Regions from separate parts of the Mus musculus genome. Here regions 1 and 2 are each linked to region 3. Evidence: chromatin contacts called from public Micro-C and promoter capture Hi-C data. All regions are on one chromosome and are shown on one strand. The core of a region is the stretch at or near the end of the contact, and the rest is flanking DNA. Distances in the headings are between cores, read along the strand shown.

Region 1 (2,714 bases), core at 58-2,557, 170 kb after region 3:
ATTGTAGATAGCTAAAATTCTTAATTACCTAGCAAAGTTAATTCAGAGTACAGCCTCCACTCCCAGAGGAGCTGTGGCCTTCCTGCATTCTAAAAACCAGCTCCCCCACAAGGAGGCCAGAGCTTGAGCCTTGCTAATTTGCAACTGAATAAAGTACCTGGACTTCCCCAAAAGAAGCTTTGTACTGTTACTTTTCACTGCCTGGATTTTGTTTTTCAAGCAGGTCAATCAACATCTTCAGCCTGACTACAGCAGGTGTGCATCCCTGCCTCCAAGGGCATGCAGGTGGCAGCTACTAATTTTCATTCTAAAAGCATTCCAGCACATATTGTGGCTTTTGGTCTGATTTGGGATTAAGATTTGTTATTAGGGCTAGAAAGGCAGAAATTTCAGATATTAGAAGAATGTTGTTTTTATTCTGATAAGACGGGCTTAGTCTCTTAGCTGGTCTCCAGTTTTACACCCTTGCTGCTATTGCAAGGTCCCCTTGGTTCCTCTGGCAGTGGAGATATTAGGGATGAGGAGGGTGACCTCCAGCTCCTAATATAGCCTACAGCTACAAATTGTGGTGTTACAAGTGGCATAATTCTTGTAGAGGCCTTGCTGAATCTGAGGTTGACAATTCTCCCTTGGGAGCTGCACAGGACTCAGAACTGTGCATGCTGGTTCGTGATAATATGAATCCAGTATGGTCACCAGTGTGGGTACAAGGCTAAGCTCTGCAGGGGAAGGTCCATTTCTGAGTTCCCTGAGAGACACACCTGGTTTGGATGGAGTTTGGTATCTAGTTCCATTTACAACCAAAAGAATCTTTCTAAGGCTCTCCCTCCCCTCCCCAAAAGATACCAAGAGCCATGATTGTGGGTCCTGACAGCACCCACGGGAGGAATCGGGTCAATGCTCCCCCAGCCATGGTTAATGCCCACTCATCCAAGGATGAGAAGATCATTTGATCACCTCAGTTAAGTGTGGCCTTATTTAATTTAATTCAAAGAGGGGAGAGAGGTTGGAGATCATACCCTGAGAAGGCAAGCCCTTTCACAGTCTCCCACCCTAACAAGCCAAATGGCCTTGAGCTAGGGAGCTCATCTTCACCCCCTCCTCTCTGTTCCCTGCCTATCACCCAAGGCTGTTAAGGAGGATCCACATACTCTCCTTTAGTGTTATCTTACTATAGTGCCTTTCAAAATTGAATCCTGATAAAGTTAAGTCTTCGCCAGAGTTCCAACTTCCTAGTAAGACCGTGAAGCTGACTACTTGTAATTCAGTAGGAATTCAGCAAGGAAGTTACCTATTCAGTAACTAATTTAGCATTACAAAAGATGGAGCCAACAGTTCAGTGCTACTCTGCAAAATGTTTATTTGGACAGAAAGGACAGTCTTAACCCAATAAGGGTTTACTATGAGAAAAGTTAGGGAATCCCACTGAGACAGGTTTCTTCATTAGACCCTAAGAATTCAGGCAGAACTATAGAGCATAAATAAATTTTATGCCTCAGCTCAGACTTTCTTTTTTATATTAACAACAGGGAGGAGATGTAACCTCCCTCCCCCCCCCCACATCACCCCCCTGCCCCAGCCTGAACTCAGGCTGATCAGGCTTGACTGTTATCACCAGGAGATCATTGGGTGTGGAGCCCGCCACTCTATCGTTCTGACACTCCTGCTGCTGCTACCTGCCGCCTAGCTGTTCTGGAGTATTCACGTGGTCACCTGCAACTGGACTCCAAGGATGATTTGGTGGGAATGGGCCCCTCCCCCTTCTTTATAACCCTGTGTTCTGAATATTAAAATTGAACCTTAATCAGACTAATGTCTTGGTTCCATCCTTTCTTTTTTTTTTTTTTTTTTTTTTGACAGTCTCAAGTTTTTATTCAGTGGGTCTCTGTGTCTAGAAGAAGGTGTTGGGCCTCTTGGTGGTGAAGCGTGGCTTGTGCTGGCTCCGCAACACACGGTGGGGCAGTGGGAATTTGATCTTGGAGTCGTGGAACTGCTTGACAGCTGGCCGGCGGCACTTGCCAGCTGCAATCTCTTCCACCTTCATGATCTGGATGGAGTGGGCACGGGCACGGTGTCGGGCACCCATGTCTCGGTAGCACTGTGTGACTGCACCAGCAGTGGTCAGGTCCCTGTACTCCCGATACATGTTGTGTGTGCCACTGCGGGAGTCATAGCGCAGCCAGATGCCAAAGTTCTTCACACGCAGGGGTGACTTCTCAAACACCTGTCTGCAGTACACAATTTCCCCGGATGACTTCTTCATCTTCTTCAGCTGTGACACAAAGTACCAGAAGCGGGACTTGGCCACCACATGGTTGGGTGCAAAGATTCGCATACGGTACAGTGGTGGTGTGTGGCATTTTGGGGTTGGCAAGCAGCGCCCCACCACCTTGTACTCCCGAAGCGTGCCCGAGGCCTTCATGGCACTGCGCACTCGTTCACCGCCAGTCACAAAAGGCGGTTCCATCCTTTCTTGCACCCCCTAGGTTCCCTCTTTTCTTCCAGATTCCAAGATGCCTCCCAGGCTCGAACCCAGACATGTGAGCCGCTGGCTGGCCTCAACAATCTGGTATTGCAAATCAGACTCTCATACTTGTGTGTCACACAGAACCAATTTCTAATCGTAATCCCAAGATATTTCTAAATACCATCATCAGTCATATAAAAGATTTTCTCTCTCTCCTTTTTAAAAATTTCTGGCTGTATCAGATATT
Region 2 (2,746 bases), core at 64-2,563, 140 kb after region 3:
CACAGATAGATGTATTTGTGTGTGTATATTTTACATATGACTTACAGATTTGAGAGAAGGATGCATTAAAGACATATATAAGGTCAAAATTTCAACTTTATATAATGTACTGTGTACTTAGTAAAGATTGAAAAGAAACATAACAAAGAAAAAGAAACCAAAGTGCATGCAGATCATGGTAATTAATCTGCTGACATGATCTCTACATAATGATTATATTAAAATAGGCAGTGGATTTTGTTTCCTTGTTTATTTTCTCCGTGAGAATATAGACTCTAAGAGATGAGAGCAAGTCCACTTCTCACAACACAAGCATGTATACACACATAAAGAAATATAAATTGCAACCCCATAGGAAGAACAATATTAACTAACTGGACCACCCAGAGTTCCCAGAGACAAAACCAACAACCAAAGAGTATACATGGAGGGATCCAGGGCTCCAGCCACATATGTAGCAGAGGACGATCTTATCTGACATCAATGGGAGAGGAGGCCCTTGGTCCTGTGGCAGCTTGATGCCCCAGCGTAGGGGGATGCTAGAGCAGTGAGGCAGGAGTGGGTGAATGGGTGGAGGAGCACCCTCATAGAGGCAAAGGGGAGGGGGGAGAGGGGGGTTGCAGAGGAGTAACCAGGAAGGGGGATATCATTTGAAATGTAAATGAATAAAATGATTAATAAAAAAGAAATATGGAATATGTAAGTCCTTTGTCTAAAAATAGTAATGTTGACTCCCACAAAGAGTTATTGAAATATTAGTGTGAAAACTTCCTTTGACAAACAATGATCTTGATTATGTGGCTCTTGTAAATCCCCATATATAGAGTTTTGAAGTTATAGATTAATGTTTGTGGGCAGGAGAACTGATAAAGTATAGGTCATAAGAATGAGGATAAAAGCCAAAGTGACAACATGGGAAAAGACTGGTGTCAAAAAGATTTCATCTTCAATAACAATCAAACAGAGTGATTTGCAACAGATAAGGCAAGTGCTAGCCTAGCAAAAGCTTTATCACAATTCTTCACCAACTGATTAACATACCAGCTGCTATGACTCCACTGTCAGGGTGGTACTCATTTATTCTCTTATCCCCTCAGAGCTAGGCTTAAACACCTGCTCTGTTCCAGGAAGGATGCTGATCCCTCTGGTATAACATTTCAGACAAGAGAGGCCCACCTGTTTCTGAATAAGCAGAATGAAGGTATTATGTTTATAAATACCTTGTAAATGACTGAAAGGAGGTAAGGTACTGCAATGGTTAGGTTTCGTCAACTTGACAGAAAATAGAGTCACCTGAAAAGAGGAAACATCAATTGAGAAATTGCTCCTCTGTTTGGCCTGTGGGTACTTTTTTCAATCGTAGTTGATGGTGAAGGGGCCTGTCCACTGTGAGTGCTTCTGCTCCTGAACAGGAAGACAGTGAGTCTTGGGTTGTCTAAGAAAGCAACCTGAGCAAGTCGGAGAGACCAAGCCAGAAGAGAGCATTTCTCCATGGTTTTTCACTTCAGTTCCTGACCTGAATTCCTGCCCTGACTACCATTTTGATAGAAATGATGTACAGTAAGCTAAAAACAAATCCTTTTCCTCCAAGTTGGTTCATTGTTTTATCATGATAACAGTGAAGCCAATGAAAGAGGTACCACCTAGTCTGTCTTCTAGCTAGACACTTTGAGAAGGTTTCCCGTGAAGTAGCAGCTAGCCTAGGAAAGAATCAGGGGACTCTAGTGACATTGTTTATTTAAAAAAAGGGTGAGAATCTCCAACATCTAGAAATCAAAATGTTTACTCCTCAGGGACTGAGAAGTGTTAATGTCTTAAATCCTGTTTAATGTATTATTTCCCTGGAGAATTATCATGACAGCCGAAAGGTGCCTATATTTTAAAACAATGAGACAGTGAGATTAAGTTATGAACTTGTTACACACTTAACTTTTTTCAATTTAGATTACTAAATTTTATTTGGACATGCAAAACTGGTTGAATGTAGATAGTATCACATAATTTCGGGCATATATAAAAAACAGTAACGGTATTTTAAATTGTGATGTATTTTTTAAAGCATGACTTCAAAGTAATACATTTTATCAGGCCCTACGTCTTCAGCAATGTTATCATAAAAAGAAGATCATATATCAATCCGGAGGATATATATGGAATTGGAAGAGAAACCCCTAGAACTCTCTTCTAATTATTTTATAACATATGCTCTTCGAGTTCTGAAACCATCCAGGTTTTTCAATACTAATGGAACAGAGTGTAGGGGCGACCACTGTAATCTCTATCCTCAGGAGGGAAAGTCAGGAAAATCGTGAATCCCAGGATAGTCTGGGAGATATAATGACAATCTACCTTAAGATAATAATATAAAAATATAATATGATATTCTTGTAGAAAGATCATTCAAACATTGTATATATTGAGATTTTCCTCAATGATTTATTCTGAACATCCTTAGCCAGTTTTGTATTGAGCAGAGCTCATGTTAATAACAGATTGAATAACATAAACTAAATTTCTAGTTAGCATTGCTGAGTTTTATTCTAATCTTCACGAGTTGTTGTAATGTAGCATAAAGTATTTTTCCATCTTCTGTGCTGGTCAGTAAAGAGGGCTAGAAGCCTTTGAGTTTATTCCCAGGCAGATCTGCTATAAACAATTAGGTTCTAATACTCATTAATACCAGAGAGAGCAGAGGATTTGCTGATGGTGGCAAGGGCAATGTTCACCTCCTAAGCACATACATGTA
Region 3 (2,858 bases), core at 19-2,518:
TGTCTTTCTACTTAATGCTGCTCCTTGAGTCACTCTGAATTCTTCCTAAGTCCAAGGATACCCAAATCCTGGTGGTGAGCCTTCTCATTTGCTGATGTGGAAAGTGCAAACTTAATGGGCTAATGGACTAGCAAAGGTACTGCTCAGTGAAGGAGCAGGAAGTCAGACTTCAGAGCCTCTGGAATCCTGGGGCCAAGGCACACAGATAGGAAGGAGTCTGGTTTCCAGGCTCTGTCTCCTGCTGAGGAAGCATGTAGATGTTAGGTGTGATAAGCCTGAGCAGTCAGCTCTCTTGAATGTGCCAGAAACTAGGAATGGAGAGGTGCTCAGCTAGAATACTCAGAAAGCGCGCCAGCTGCACAATACAATAGAAGTAAAAAAAAAAAAAAAAAAAAAAAAAAAAAAAAAAAAAAAAAGGTAGGCGGGAAGAGGGGTGAAAATCAGAGCCCAATACACTTCAGTTGGATTTTCAAGAGGAGCCTGCCTTTCCTGCTTTTTACCCTTCCTTTCTTCTTCCCTAGGATTACGAATGTGTTGGTGGGTGTGCCGGAGGACGCTGCCTTTTCTCAGAATTCTGGTCTCAGCAGTGAAGTTTAAATGGCATTGGATTTGCCTTCACTTCGTGAGGAGTTTCCAAACGACAACGCGTGGGTCACAGAAGTGTCCATAATGTTCGTAAGGATGCCTCCGACTTCACTTGCTTACCTCAAGCTTCAAGCTGGGATCCTCATTACCCATCCACTCTGCGGGCGAGATCAGCTCATCAGCTCCTGTGAATAATCGTATTTTCCAGACAGAGTTGTGCACTGAATAATGAACGTTCCCCTTCCACTTCCCTGTTGGATTTCACTGTGCTTCGGTCGGGTTTATTCGCCCGTGCGTTTACGTATGTTTAGCAAACACGCTTTGAATGATAGGCTGCTTTCTCGAGCTATCCTTATCCCTAGCCATTGCGTTCCTCTGGTGGGATGAGTCTCATCTTTCTCAGATGAGATGAATGCTGGTGTCGAAGCTGGCGGATCTGGAGCCTTGACGTTTGGGCGTCCTAGGAGATAGTGTGGTTCTGTGTGTGTCTGTGGTTTGGGGGCATGTGCGCAAGAACGCGTCCGCGTGCGACTGTGAGCTTCCTCCACCCGGCATAGTGCAGACCGAGCTCACAACGACTCTCCGAGCAGCCGCCAGTAACGCAAGGCAACAGCAGCCTCCGCCCCCTCAGCACGGTGATTGGCTGGCCTTGCTTATCGTTTCCCTGCTACGGCGAGGAAAGGGCCAGTGACGCCCCCGAGCCCAGCTGCAGAAGAAACCGCCACCTCCAATGCACAAGGTGTCACATTTGAAAAGAAACCTGAGCCCCAGGGAGGCGGCGCAGAGCGACCCGGGCCCGGTAAGCGCTAACTGCGCGGCAGGGAGCTGGGCAGCGCTGGAGAACCGGGAGAGCTCCACCGCTGAACATCCTAGCGACCTGATTCTGGGATCTCGGCTCCACGCTCCCTTCGCAATTTTCAGATTTCTCCCCCTTGATTATCATCCCAAAACGGAGCCTTTATACCAGGAGAAGGTGCCTGAGCTGGGACAACCAGGACTTTCCCGGGCACCCAAGATGCGCTCAATTAGAAAACGGTGGACCATCTGCACTATAAGTCTACTCCTGATCTTTTATAAGACAAAAGAAATAGCCAGAACTGAGGAGCACCAAGAGACGCAACTCATCGGGTAAATGCATGTTCAAGGATATGACACCAAATCAAGCCATAGTGAAGTGTGCTTAGAGCCGGGAGAGTGACGTTTTTGGAGTGCTGTGTGTATTGGTTTGGGCGTGCTTGTGCAGAGTGTCATGAATTAAATAACAAAGGCTCTTTGGAGGTGTGTGTGCATGTTTCCCATGCTGGTTCTAGGATGAGTTTAACTTGCCCTGTGCAATGGTGGTGGTGGTGGTGGTGGTGGTGGTGGTGGTGGTGGTGGTGGTGGTGAAAGATGTATTGGCACAGGGTGCAGCTCACCAAAGAAGTCACTGCAGAAGTGTCAACAAAGAACGAGTGCCCTTGTCAGTTTAACGCTTGAGCAGAATTCAGAGATGTCTTTACTCCTCAAGCCTTCTCTTTCTTTCTTTCCTTCTGTGTCCCGCCAGTCTATGAGGACACCATAAAAAGCGGCGTTCTCCAAAGTTTATGGTCACAGAAGTGAAGTGGGTCTTTACTCTTTTTTGTTTGTTTTTGTTGGGGGAGGGGACGCCTGTAAGATCTATTTTCTTTCTTTCTTTCTTTCTTTCTTTCTTTCTTTCTTTCTTTCTTTAAGTTAGACATTTCAGTATCAATAAGGAAAATTCCTTATTCACTCCTCTACGTATAAAACTCCCGGGTTTCATGGTTACAGTTTTAGAAGGGAACTGGGAACTGCGCCTTTACAGACCATATCTGCTCTTTTTTTTTGAGTTTGTCAAGATGTGATCAAAATCTCCGCCCCATTAAGTTCTGTAAATATCTCACTTCCTTCCTCTCTCCCCTGGCTTCTCTGCCTTTGAAGTCTATCCGGGAGCAGAGCGAGCGATTTGTAACTTCTTGTCTCTGACAAGGCTTGGAAGCGCACATCTGAGGATATGGCCCTGTTGTCAACTCTGTTAAAAGTCCTGTTTCGGAAATCCTCCCAAGTCCGGAGCTTTCCACAGTCGGAAACTGCACTGGCTGAGATTTCCTTCTGTTTTTACATTGTCTCTGGCATCTTTGAAACGAAGAAGGATGCTTTGGCATTTTTGTGTGTGCGCGGTTTTGTGTGGGGGGCGGGGCAGAGAGCTTCTCAAACACACACTAGGAAACTTTACGCAGCTCTTTTCTTAATATCCCCGCTCCTCTCTGAGTAAT

What was found. Promoter capture Hi-C pulls out the DNA fragments that hold promoters and counts their contacts. Hi-C and Micro-C count contacts between places; a contact is called where the count stands out from the background.
Region 1: a Micro-C map of embryonic stem cells shows a contact between it and region 3, with 3 times the contacts expected there. The contact joins the enhancer-like site here to the promoter of St8sia4 in region 3. A contact is called at or near these places in 1 of 39 promoter capture datasets (macrophages), 1 of 484 Hi-C or Micro-C datasets (embryonic stem cells), 2 of 115 datasets of contacts at active chromatin or transcription factors (the SCID.adh cell line and large pre-B cells) and 2 of 9 other capture datasets (liver and pancreatic islet).
Region 2: a contact with region 3 is called in a promoter capture Hi-C map of neutrophils, with 3 times the contacts expected there. The contact joins the enhancer-like site here to the promoter of St8sia4 in region 3. A contact is called at or near these places in 1 of 39 promoter capture datasets (neutrophils), 2 of 484 Hi-C or Micro-C datasets (the C10 cell line and macrophages), 4 of 115 datasets of contacts at active chromatin or transcription factors (CD8 T cells, bone marrow-derived macrophages and cardiomyocytes) and 3 of 9 other capture datasets (adipose tissue, embryonic stem cells and liver).

The regions. Positions count from the first base shown.
Region 1 is chr1:95,498,329-95,501,042 of GRCm38.p6, reverse strand. It overlaps the pseudogene Gm15427. Among named protein-coding and RNA genes, the nearest start is that of St8sia4, 170 kb to the left of the region's middle. Within about 2 kb of position 1,307, at least 1 of the 459 cell types and tissues checked has an H3K27ac peak or open chromatin away from gene starts, as enhancers often do. A contact at or near this core is called in embryonic stem cells, where this site is marked.
Region 2 is chr1:95,529,833-95,532,578 of GRCm38.p6, reverse strand. No RefSeq gene overlaps it. Among named protein-coding and RNA genes, the nearest start is that of St8sia4, 140 kb to the left of the region's middle. Within about 2 kb of position 1,313, at least 11 of the 459 cell types and tissues checked have an H3K27ac peak or open chromatin away from gene starts, as enhancers often do. A contact at or near this core is called in neutrophils, where this site is marked.
Region 3 is chr1:95,666,004-95,668,861 of GRCm38.p6, reverse strand. It overlaps St8sia4 (ST8 alpha-N-acetyl-neuraminide alpha-2,8-sialyltransferase 4), which reads left to right and starts at 1,268. Exons shown (of 5, transcript NM_009183.2): 1 at 1,268-1,713. The coding sequence starts at 1,601. It overlaps Gm30431 (predicted gene, 30431), which reads right to left and starts at 1,161. Exons shown (of 4, transcript NR_166710.1): 1 at 706-1,161.